Linked DNA regions of Sus scrofa: regions 1 and 2 are each linked to region 3. Evidence: chromatin contacts called from public Hi-C data. All regions are on one chromosome and are shown on one strand. The core of a region is the stretch at or near the end of the contact, and the rest is flanking DNA. Distances in the headings are between cores, read along the strand shown. Region 1 holds the start of MFSD2A (sodium-dependent lysophosphatidylcholine symporter 1). Region 2 holds the start of MYCL (protein L-Myc). Region 3 holds the start of CAP1 (adenylyl cyclase-associated protein 1).

Evidence for each region. Hi-C and Micro-C count contacts between places; a contact is called where the count stands out from the background.
Region 1: a contact with region 3 is called in a Hi-C map of embryonic fibroblasts, with 1.8 times the contacts expected there. The contact joins the promoter of MFSD2A here to the promoter of CAP1 in region 3. A contact is called at or near these places in 1 of 5 promoter capture datasets (fetal skeletal muscle), 4 of 47 Hi-C or Micro-C datasets (embryonic fibroblasts, heart right ventricle and skeletal muscle) and 1 of 2 datasets of contacts at active chromatin or transcription factors (alveolar macrophages).
Region 2: a Hi-C map of liver shows a contact between it and region 3, with 2.8 times the contacts expected there. The contact joins the promoter of MYCL here to the promoter of CAP1 in region 3. A contact is called at or near these places in 2 of 5 promoter capture datasets (fetal skeletal muscle and liver), 16 of 47 Hi-C or Micro-C datasets (brain, embryonic fibroblasts, fetal skeletal muscle and 9 more) and 1 of 2 datasets of contacts at active chromatin or transcription factors (alveolar macrophages).

Annotation. Positions count from the first base shown.
Region 1 is chr6:95,737,644-95,741,462 of Sscrofa11.1, forward strand. It overlaps MFSD2A (sodium-dependent lysophosphatidylcholine symporter 1), which reads left to right and starts at 1,318. Exons shown (of 14, transcript XM_005656087.3): 1 at 1,318-1,601; 2 at 3,078-3,209. The coding sequence starts at 1,515.
Region 2 is chr6:95,700,784-95,704,762 of Sscrofa11.1, forward strand. It overlaps MYCL (protein L-Myc), which reads right to left and starts at 1,844. Exons shown (of 3, transcript XM_003127827.5): 1 at 1,651-1,844; 2 at 798-1,302. The coding sequence starts at 1,293.
Region 3 is chr6:95,809,212-95,813,275 of Sscrofa11.1, forward strand. CAP1 (adenylyl cyclase-associated protein 1) reads left to right here and starts at 2,274. Exons shown (of 13, transcript XM_021095997.1): 1 at 2,274-3,048.

The sequences.
Region 1 (3,819 bases), core at 68-2,567, 73 kb before region 3:
TCCCCAACAGGGCCTTTTAAATGTCTGGAAAGTAGAAGGTGATGGTGGCAAAAGGGACCCAGAGGTGGTAGAAGACTGTTTTCTGGCTTCTGTCTCTGGCCTCTCATCTTCTTTCAAGGACCAGTTTAATCAGTGCTCCTTTTGCCTTTCCTTGATTGTTTCAACACAGAGCTTTGTGTCTCCCAGGGCTTTTCTTTTTCTTTCTTTTTTGCCTCTCTCTCTCTCTCTTTTTTTTTTTTTTTTTTTTTTTTTTTTGTCTTTTTAGGGCCACATCCACAACATATACCAATTCCCAGGCTAGGGGTAAATCAGAGCAGTAGCTGCTGGCCTACACCACAGCTCACCGCAACGCTGCTGTATCCTTGACTCACTGATCGACGCTAGGGATCGAACCCGCGTCCTCATACTTAGATACTAGTCGGTTCCGTTACTGCTGAGCCACGATGCGAACTCTTCCCCCAGGGCTTTTCTTATTGGGGATGCTCGTGGGGGTTTGCATTTTTTTTTTTTTTTTTTTTTCCTGAGAGGGATAGAGCGGGTCTGTGCCTTGAAATGGGGCAAAACCTTCCAGGCTTGGCTCTGCCACATAACAGCTCTTTCATCTCTCTGCGTTCTCTCGGCTGTAAAACAGGGATAATAATAGTACCACCCTCACAGTGTGGTTATGAGCACTGAATGGGATCACGTCAAGAATGAAGGAAGCTCTCCATAAAATACCACTGTTATCATCACTGTGTGCGGGTGGTTGTGGTCCTCATTTCCTCCCACAACTTGGAAGCTTCCTGCGGGCAGCGCCAGCGACCGCGCAGCCGGTCTTTCTACCCCATCGCGAGGACCCCTAAAAATGCCAGTGTCGGGAAGAGGGAAGGGTCCGTTCGCGGAGAGGAAAGAGAAGTATAGGTCAGAAAAGTTCCAACTACATCCTCCCGGTTTGGACCAGAGGGAAACTTGACCTGACTCCAGATTCTAAAGGGGGCAGTGGGCTTTCTGAGCCTCTGTCTTTCCTAGGCCTGAGGGTCAGACATCATGGGGTGTAGATCTCACTCTGGGAGAACTCTCTTGGGGGGATCTCGGGCAGATCAGGTGGGTCTCCCGGCCTTCTCTCGTTGGGGGGCGGGAGGGGTTGCGAAAAGCACGCGCAGCCGGATGCGGGTTCCCAACTGGAGAACGTGGCTCAGCGGCACAAGCTGCGGGGCGGTATGGGCAGGCTGGCGCCCGGCGAGCTCGAGGATTGGCCGCCGGCGGAGAAGCAGAATTCTGGGATTGGCTGAATTGCAGAGGGCGGGGGCCCAACCTTTAAGAAGAGCGAGGGGGCGTGCAGGGGAGTGTGAGCTTCGCCTAGCCGCCTGCCGGGTGTACTATCGCGCGGCAACCGTGGCGGCGGCGGCGCCGGAGCCGGCTACGACTACAACGAGAGCCCGGGAGGAGCGGAGGCCCGCGGAGCAGAGGAAGGAACATCGCGGAGCAGAGGAGCATCCCGGCCTCCCGGTCCCGGGCGGCGTGGCCCGCGGATTATGGCTAAAGGAGAGGGCGCCGAGAGCGGCTCCGCGGCGGGGCTGCTGCCCACCGGCATCCTCCAAGCGGGTGAACGTCCGGTCCAGGTGAAGGTGAGGGCCCGGCACCGGGTGGGGTGGCGGGGCAGGCTGATATGGGGGAGTAGAGGAATAAACCTGGTTCTGGGACACCTTGGGCCAGCCAGGAACAGGAGGACCCAGAGGCAGGAAGGGGCCCTAGGATGCCCGGGGTGGGGGGCGGGGGCAGGGAGTGATGGAGAAGGTTTGCAGGCGGCGGCCCTCTTTTTAACCACCCCTGCTCTGGCTAAGTCTGAGGAGCGGCCGCGCCGGCTGCTCCACGTGTGCCGGGCTCTGCCTAGTCAGTTTGCCTACCTCTGTGACGAGTAGCTTAAGTTTGCTACACTGGAAGCCAGAGAGACCTCAGAGATCTGAGAAATCCCCCTTGGTTTCCCATCTCTCAGCCCCCTCTTCCCCGCCCCCACATCCTACGAGTGCTTCTCAACTCCGCTTGAGAGGGCCGCTCAAGTTCATTCATAAGAACCAGGGCTCCGCTCTTAAAGGAGCCGCATTCCGCAGTCGTTTGTGTGAGTGTGGGTGTTGGTCCCGCGCGGCGCTTTGCGTGACTTGACCTTCGGCCCCAATTCTAGTTCTGTGGACAAAATGAAGGACTGTATGGCATTAGGAGGCCCCAGGGAGGGATCCCAGGCAATAGATACCTGCCTGGGAGGTGACTGCTTTTTCCTTTTCATTTTATTAACCAGTCCTTGGAAGGAGCTTGGGTAAGCAATTATGCTGCTACATGTATGAGTAATCTCTTTTTTCCCAGGGCAACCTTAACTTCCCTAGTGCCCCACCCAGACAGGGCCCAGCCCTGCACCTAGAGGCCTTTCCTCCCCTCTCCAAGATCCCTTGGGAACGGGGTGAGGGGGGTGGGGGGTGGGGGACAGGGAGAGGGAAGGAGGGTAGGACAGCTCCTGGGTTTGCTTGAAGGTCTGGCTGCCTCCAGGGGCCAGGGAGGCTCTGGGACAGATGGAAGGAACAGCTGTGCCTACAGCCAGCTGGGCTGGGCCCTTATAGATCTCTAGAGCCCTCACCCACTAGGCAGGTGGGTTCTGGCCTCTGAATCAGGGCGGGAGCCAGAGTTGGGTTTAGCCAGCTCTTGGCAGCAAGAGGATTTTCAGGTTGCGGCAGTTGGTGCCGGGTGGGGACAGGTCCGCTGCTGGAGCAGCATGCTCCCCCTCCAACTGGGAAAGAAACATGTCTGAGGCCTTGGGAGGGAAGTTAAGGGATGATGGGCTGATAAGGATCCAGGGTTGAGGGTGGCTTAGGGGTACTTCCAGTATGGGTTCCCCTTTTCAAGATTCCTAAGAACAGAGAATACCTTTCTTTTCTTCTGGGAAGTGGGATCTCCCTGGGTGGGAACAGGGCAAGGCAGACTTGGTTCCTCCTGGCAGAGTTGGCTGAAGGGATGGTCCTGCCTCTGGAAACTAGTAGGATGTGGACAGGATTGTGGATCTCTTTTCATTCATGGATTCTCTTTTCATTCTTTTCTCCTCTTGCCAGAAGGAGCCGAAGAAGCAAAAACAGTTGTCCGTTTGCAACAAGCTTTGCTATGCAGTTGGGGGGGCCCCCTACCAGGTGACGGGATGTGCCCTGGGGTTCTTCCTGCAGATCTACCTGTTGGATGTAGCTCAGGTAAGTGGGCTGAGCCCCTCAGGACTCTGCCATCATCCCGAGGGGGGAAAAGACTATGGACTCCCCGGGTAGGGTCATTTCCCCCATCTGTGAAATGGACCTGGGAATCCCATGAGAAATAAGGCTTTGAGGAGTATCTAGAAGAGGAGTCTCTCTGCCCCACGAGTCTTAGCTGGCAAGGTCAGGCAACTCCTTCTTGCCTGGCAAGAGCAACAGATCCTGGAGGGGTAGGCAGCAGCGGCGGTAGTGTGAAAGAATGGAGCCTGCTGTGACGTTTTTCTTAGAAGAGACTGGCACACCATGTCCCCAGCTGTCAGCTGGCTTGGCTCCGGGGTTGGTGGATGTTGCCGGGCCTGTGGACAACACGCATCCCACCTTCACCTGAGGAGCAGGGGCATGTTAGTAGGCAGAGGGACCCTCAAGTCCTGGGTACCCTACTACGCAGGGTCTTTGACCAGGAGAGGTACTCCGAGTAAAGCAGGGCTCCACTATGCTTTGCGAAACCTTGGCCAGCTGCCTGGCATCCTGAGAATGCACCTTGTCTGTTAGGAGAGTGGGAGGCCGAACAGTCATGGCTCTCAGGAGTCTTCACTGGCTGTCTTTTGTATGT
Region 2 (3,979 bases), core at 594-3,093, 110 kb before region 3:
ATTGGGAGGGAGCTAGAGGAACACCTTCTCACCTCAGGCCAAAGCAAAAAGGCAAGTGGCTGCCTTTCTCACATAAACTACCACTGAGGTCCTCTAAACATCAGAGAAGTGCCTGGTTGGGATGGAGGATTGGGCAAAGGAGGCTGGCTAGATGGTGGGAAGCTGGGGTTCACGTATGGTGATTTCCTATTTCTAAGCCTCAGTGTTTCCATCTGTTAATGGGGAGTGGTCATTCCTTCAATACCTGTTTCAGGGGTGATGTGGATGTACACATAGTAACAGGCGGAGGTGCAAGAGGAGCCATTATTGCCATTTTAAAGTAAAGCAGGCAGGAGACCAGGTTTTTGAAAGGATGAAGGCTTCTTCTTTGCACAAAAGGCTCCTGAGGGGCTCCTCTCCCTAGGGGAGTGAGTTTCCCAGGGAAAGAGACAGCAACAAAAAAAGTCAAGCCTGGAGTGACCCTTAAGGGACCACTTCCAGCCTCTGGAGGACAAAAATCCCCTACGGCTCAATCCCAGTATTGTCCTCTCTAAGTGCCAAGCCTCACCCAGTCTCCCTTGTCCCCCGGGGCTCCAATCATCATCAAAGGGACGCTGGCTCCCACGCCACTACTTCAAACTGTTTACTAACACACCCACGTGCCAGACAGACACCGCTGGGGGCTACACCGGCAGCTTCAGCCAGAGGAAGGGGGAGGTGGCAGAAAGGCTTGCGCAGATCCAGTGCCTGACCTCAGCGGCAGAGGTTTGGCCACCCATGGGGTGCCCCCCTCTTGGATGGCCCAGGGCGGTCCTTACCCGAGTCGCTTGGGCTCTCGGACCCCGAGCAGGCCTGGGTCTTGGGCTCGCCCAGCGGACAAGGGGCAGCGGGTGCCGGACTGCCGGCTTCGAGGCTGGGAGCGCAGTCTGGGGCAGCGGGAGCCTTGGGCGGGTTTCCCCGGGGAGCGCCAGCGGCAAGCCGGTCGCTCACCGCTCTCTCCAGCCGTTCCCGGGCCGAGAAGCCGCTCCACATGCAGTCACGGCGGATGATGGAGGCGTAGTTCCTGCCCCAACCTTTCGAGTGACCCCGGATTTCTGCCTCGTCCGCAGCACCCCCTCCGGGCCACGGCTCCAGAGGACCAATTCCCGGGGCCGGGTCCCCGGCGCCAGGACCGGAGCCCCAGGGCGGCGACGTGGGGGGCGACGGCACCAGCTCGAATTTCTTCCAGATGTCCTCGCTGGGCGCCGTGGAGCGGTAGAAATCCTCCCCGCAGTCATAGTCGTAGAAATAGTGTTGGTACGAGTCGAAGTCCATGTCCGCTCCCTGCGGGAGGGAAGGGGGACGTGCTGACCCCGCTGCGGGCTCAGGGAGGGAGGCGTCCCTCGGCCCTCCAGCACAGCCTGCTGCCAGGCTCTTCTCCCTCCCCAACCTCTCGCGTCTTTCTCTAGTGTCCGGAGCAGCCCGGCCCTGGGTCAGAGTGCCCAAGGAAGCCGCTCACTGCGCGCGGTCTAGGCTGCGGGGAGCGAGTTCAAAGCAAACTTTGCCAGCGCCGCCCGGAGCGCAGCTCCCAGGGCCCGGCCGGGCCGGGCGGGGGCGCGCTGTGCCCTAAAGGCAGCCTGCAGCCCGCCCCCCCGGGACTGGCGCCCGTACCCTGGCCGCCCGCAGCCTCACCTCGCTCCCGCTGCCGGCCACCTGGAGCGGACCGGCTCCCCGCCGGCTCGGGGCAGCCCGGCAGCCCGGCAGCCCGGCAGCCCGCACACATGCACATGCGCGCCACCGAGCGCGCGGCCCGCATTCAGGAGCTCGCCCCCCGCGCGCGCGCTCCCGCCTTCACTCGCGCACGGCTGCCGGGACGCTCCCGGGAGCGGCGCGGGAGCGCGAGATGCAGGCGCATTGTTTCCCGGCTGCCTTATATCTCGTCGCGCGCCCAGGGCTCAGGGACCGGGGGCGGGCCCTACGGGACAAGCCCCGCCCTTCCCCGCCCCTCCCGGTCGACAGGTGGGGGCGGTGGAGTCTCAGCCCCCCCCAGTCCCCCGCCCCGCGCCCGGATCGTGGCTACTCTCTCCTGTTCTGTTCCCTGTATCTCTCAAAATGGATTGCACACTGGGGAGCGCAGAAGAGGCGGCAAGCTGATGCAGCCCGGCGGTTGCCTGATGGGGGCGTAACTCTTGAGCGAGGCCCGGGTGGTCCTCTGGAGGCCGAGGGAAACGCGCGCTACTTGCAGACTCTGGGCTGGAGAAGAGAACTACTCCCCGCCCCGCGAGCCTACTTCCTCGGGCTCGCCTCCTGTCGTTCTGGTGCGTCTGGCGAGGTAGGGTGGGGGCAGCCAAACGTCCACCACGCCACCTGGTGGCCCTTGGTCCTGAAGTGGGACTGGTCCCCAGCAACCGCTTCATCACCCTCTGGTCCGTTTCATCAGCTAGTGTTCCTAAACCTGGACAGACCTCAGCGAAGTAAGGTGGTGAGGACCCCAAACTTTGGATCCTGAAACTTAACCTTGCTGAGCCTTGGTCTCATCTATAAAATGAAGGGATGGTAATATCCCACAGGATTGTTGTGAGAATTTAAGAAGACAGAGTATCTAGTGAAGGGAACTAGGCCAAGAGAGGCAAGTAGAACAAACTTAGCCCCTGATGTGGGTGGTAAGGAGAATTTTTCCCCAAGACCAGGCCAGAGCTGAGATTCCCCCCCCTCACACCACACACAAAACTCGCTGTAGGAGCTGTACTAGTAGAGGAAAGAATGGGGATTTGCGGTCTGGAAACTTCTTTCAAGCCTTCAATTTGCCACTTGGTAGCTGTAGAGCCAAGTCATTTGAAGCCTCTGTTTACTTATGTGTAAAATGGGAACTTTGCTTGTAGCTCTGCATGTCTGTTTAAAATGATGGAGGTATAAGCCTTGTGTCCTCTTCTCCTCTTCTGTGCAGACTTCCTTCAATAGAAGAGGAAAAGTGGAGTTCCCGTTCGTTGCGCATGGGAAACGAATCTGACTGGGAACCATGAGGTTGCAGGTTCCATCCCTGGCCTCGCTCAGTGGGTTAAGGATCGGGTGTAGGTCACAGATGTGGCTCGGATCTGGCGTTGCTATGGCTGTGTAGGCCGGCAGCTGTAGCTCCCATTAGACCCCTAGCCTTGGAACCTCCATATGCCACGGGTGCAGCCCTAAAAGGACAAAAGACAAAAAAAAGGAGAAGAGGAAAAGCTAAACTATAGGAGCGTTCTATTTAGACCAAGGAAACTAACCTGGGATAGCAGCCCGTACATCTAGAATGCTCTAACTGGCATTCAAGGTCTGGTCTACAAACAGCAGCCTGATTACCTGCTGTCTGTCTCTCCCTCCCCATGGTCTAAGAGCACCAAACTCCTCACTGTCGACATCCTGGCAGAGGGATGTGAGATGTGCAAGTAGTTCATTGTGGTTGGAGCATGGGATACCAGTTGTAAGTTGATACATAGGTTGAGAGAAAAGACAAGGAAGATGACACCCTCAGTTTTGCTGTATGTCAGGTGCATGTGGGCATCTTCCAAGGCAGCAACTAGCTCTTGGTAGCTTTGCAATCTCAATACATAGAACAGCTTCTGACTGAACTTCCTGAGTGATTCAGGCAACCAGATTTTATTGAGATAGCCTGTGTACACCACACCGATTTGTGCTGAATGGAAGGCACAGCTCGGAAAGGTTGCAGGTTTGGTTGCAGCCTCAAGGCAGAGGGATTGGAACTGCCTTTTATGGACTTGTTCTCTGGTTCGCAGATGCCTGAAATGATTGCTGTACCAGAGTTTTTGGTTATAAGTGACAGATAAATTTAAGCAGAAAATCACTTTATTGGAAGGATTTGGGGCATATAACCCATGGGAGATTAGAAATATATGCTTGGAAAATGGGTCTTCTTTCTCTAGATGAGATTCCTTACTCAACAGGCCCTCCCCATGGTTGATAGAGGGTGATATCTGAGGACGACCAAGGGGTGGCCTCACCTCAAGAACGAGGATAGGAGTTC
Region 3 (4,064 bases), core at 1,024-3,523:
TCCCCAGATTGCAATACCTGTTTCCACAATAGATTATAATAAGTTCCATGAGGGCAGTGACAGGATCTGACTTGTCCACTGCTGTACCACTAGATGGGCCTGGTACAAAGTAACATGGTGCTTAGTACAGAAGAACTCGGGTTTTTTCCAGTGTATAAATAAATGAATAAAGGAGTTTGTGTTGTGGCTCGGCAGTAAAGAAACTGACTAGTATGCATGAGGACACTGGTTCGATACTTGGCCTTGCTCAGTGGCTTAGGGATCCAGCATTGCCGTGAGCTGTGGTGTAGATCACAGACATGATTTGGATCTCACGTTGCTGTGGCTGTGGTGTAGACCGGCAGCTACAGCTGATCTGACCCCTAAGCTGGGAAATTCCATATGCCACAGTTTTGTCCATAAAAAGAAAAAAAAAAGAATAAATAAATTCCCTCCCAGTGGAGTTATAAGTGCATGTGTTCAGGTCCCTTAAAAGTTTAGAAGTTTCGGTGCTATGACATGTGTGCACTCTTTATAAAGAATCACTTTATTAAATGGTTTCACACGCATTATTGTTTGTTTCTCATTATAATCCCATTAATTATCACCAATTTATTTATTTATTTATTTATTTATTTTGCTTTTTAGGGCTGCACCTGTGGCATATGGAGGTTCCCAGGCTAGGGGTTGAATTAGAGCTGTAACCACCAGCCTACACCACAGCCACAGCAATGGGAGATCTGAGCCGAGTCTGCGACTTAGACCACAGCTCAAGGCAATGCCAGATCCTTAACCCGCTGAGTCCCGCTGAGTGAGGCCAGGGATTGAACCCACGACCTCATGGTTCCTAGTCGGATTCCTTTCCGCTGCACCACGATGGAAACTGCCCCAATTTATAGATGGGGAAATTTTCTTCCTTCTCTCTCTTTTTTTTTTCTTTTTTGCTATTTCTTTGGGCCGCTCCTGCGGCATATGGAGGTTCCCAGGCTAGGGGTCCAATCGGAGCTGTAGCTGCCAGCCTACGCCGGAGCCACAGCAACGCGGGATCCGAGCCTCTGCAACCTACACCACAGCTCACAGCAACGCCGGATCGTTAACCCACTGAGCAAGTGCAGGGATCGAACCCGAAACCTTCATGGTTCCTAGTCGGATTCGTTAACCACTGCGCCACGACGGGAACTCCCTTTCTCTTCCTTCCCTTTTCAGTTTCCTTCTTTTTCTCCCCTTCCTCTACATTGCACGTATAGTCTAGGTATTTCTCGTCTCTAACCCAAAAAAAGATTTGGAAGGACTAAATGTAGAGCTGATTGCAATGACGGCCAGGAGGCTATTTGCCCTGGGCTTCACATATATGAAGCACCAAATAGAACTTTTTCGTATTATGGCTGAGTAGAGTTTCTGTGCAGGTGAGTGTGTGTGTGAGAGAGAGTGATGTTTTTGTTAAATCTAAATATTTTTAAAATGCTACAGTTTGTATACCACATTTTGTCATATGGTCACTTGCTTTTAAACATCCTGGGAGTCATTACATTTAGAAGAGGCCCAGGTTCAGAAAAGTCAGGTAACTGGACCAAAGTCTGCCCCCTATTAAGGTGCCAAAGCCAGGACTGGAACTCAGAATGTCTCTCTACCCAAATGCATGACTGCCTCCAAATTGCTGCAGACGATTCCAGAATGGTCTAGCATAAGGTTTAAGCTCCGGGATTTAGTCAGATAGATATGTTCCCTTCAAAATTCTGACAGTTACTTTGTGAACTTGGCAAGTAATTCAACTCCATTTAAAAATTAGAAGCCATAATGGTACCTACCACAGAGAGTTCCTATTAGAATTAAATGAAAATGCACAAGCATTCAGCATAGCCCTGGCATATAGTCAGCGCGCAGTAAATGGTAACTGTTATTACAAGAACTGTATTTATTGAATGAGTGACTCTATATAACGCCTGCATTCAATTTGAGGATTGGAACTGACAGAGGCGTTCAGCTGAACGGGTGGAACCTGTAGCACTTGCCAATTTTTTTCTGGAAATAAATCTTTGTGGGAGGATAATCACTGGTTGGAAAGTGTGAGCCTTGAGGGAACAAAGCTCTGATCTCCAGGCCTGAGGGGCACGGAAGCGAAGTCTTCCCTGCGTGCAGCGGCCGCAGTGCGGAACGTCCCCCCGACTGAGCGGCATCCGACTAGGGCAGGATCTCTTCTAATTTCGCTCATCTTAATCTTGCGGACCACACCCTTCGCACCGAGAAGTAGGACTCCCAAACCGCGGGGCGGAGGCTGCTGCGCGGCACCAGACCTGACCATCTATGGTCACAGAGCGCACCGAACAAACAGGAAGTGGGGCAAGCTTCCACCTTCCCAGCCGAGGGCAGAAAGAGCAGGGCGGCGGCGGCACGCCCAGAAACCCCGGGCTGGGCCAGAGCGCCCTCGCAGACCCCCTCCCCACACCCAGCCCCCGGAGGTCCTCCAGGCACAACGTCCAGATCAATGGCCTCCTCACGTCACAAACGGGGAAATCGAGGTCTGCACGCCCAGAGGGAGGCGGGGTTTAGCTTTCATCCCCACGGAGAATGGACGGCCACCCAGAATAGCCGCCCTCAGAGAATCGTCCCCTCTAGTCCCTAGACCCCTTTCGGAATACTGCGAAAAGGGCCCGGCCTTTGCCATTGAAGCCAAACTGATGGGAGAATTAGCCACTCATTAGTCCTCCTTCTCCGGGGGTGGAGTTTAGCCAGTAATTTCGGTCCTTCATTGGCCCTGGCGCTTCCGGCTTCTACGGTTGATAGAGGGGCGTGGCTTAGCCTTAAGTACGCCGGCCTGCCCCTCCCTCAATGGGGCGGGGCTTTTTTCCTGCCTAGAGGGGATTCTCTCTCTTAGGCGTGGCGGATAGGGGGCGGAGTCACGAACGGGGCGGCCAGACATCCTCCCCGTCCCTCCTCTGGCCAGGCGTTTCAGCCGGCCGTTCATTTCCGGTGGGGGTGCCGCGCCCAGTGAGGGCCCGGAAGTGGGTCGCGCGAAGATTGCTGGGCGGTTCTTGCCGGAAGTGGAGAGCGGCTGATCGCAGTCCCGAGGTGAGGAACTCTGAGGTGAGTGTGCGCGTCCATGTAGGGACTGGGGTCCCCTCCGAGGCCCACTGGCCCCTGGCTTTGTTAATGGTTTTTCTGGCCTAGGCGCGTGCGGTGAGCCCTCCTGAGGGGCTCCGCGGCGAGGCCCTCAGGCCGACCTGGAGCCTGGGCGCGGTCTCTTGAGGTGAGGCCGGGGTGACCAACTGAGCTAGGCTCTCCTGGGGAGGCCCCCTCCGCTGGACCTCGCAGTTCTGACCATCAGCTTCAGCGGAGGCCTGGTTTCTGAGGTGCTCGTCCTGACTGAAAGGAACCTCTGAGATCTTTTTAGTCTTCCTTATCCCTGGTCTTGCCCCATTGCTCGGATGGGTAAATCGATCCCCGGAGAGACGGGCTGGTCTAAGATCTTACAGCGAGTGAGGGAAACAATCGGAATCTAGACCATAGTTTTTTAGATTATCAGCCTCAGATCCTTCCCGCGTTCATTTCCCAGGACCTTCTCTCTCTACCTTGGAGTGGTCTTCCAGGAGGTGTCGTCTCGTGGGCTATTGCAGGTTAAAGGTTCTCCGATGCGTGCAGCCTGTTTGGATTGCCTGGGGAATTGTTTTTTTTTTTTTTTTTTTTTTAAGAGAGGGCAGATCTTTGTATTTGTAATCAGATAACCTCCCCTTTCTCCTAGTCTATAGCGCTTATTCAAAAAAGCCCAGTTAACTCTGTCAAAGGTGTTGCATACTTCTGGACTTGAAACCATTTGGCTCGTGTTTGGTCTGGCCCCACTGCTAAGCATCGGTAGCCATAGGTGCTTGATTTACCTTTGAGCCTCGTTTTTCTCATCCTTTAAGTGGGGATCTCTGTACCTCAGGGGATGAAATTCAGTGCAACAAATTGTGTTTATTCCGTGTCAGGCACTCTGCCACGTGCAGAGAATGCAGAAACAAAACAAGGTAGACCCTGCCATCATGGAGCTGACAGTGTTTGCAGAGATTTTAACAAGTAACTATAAATACGATGAGTGTTAGGAAAGA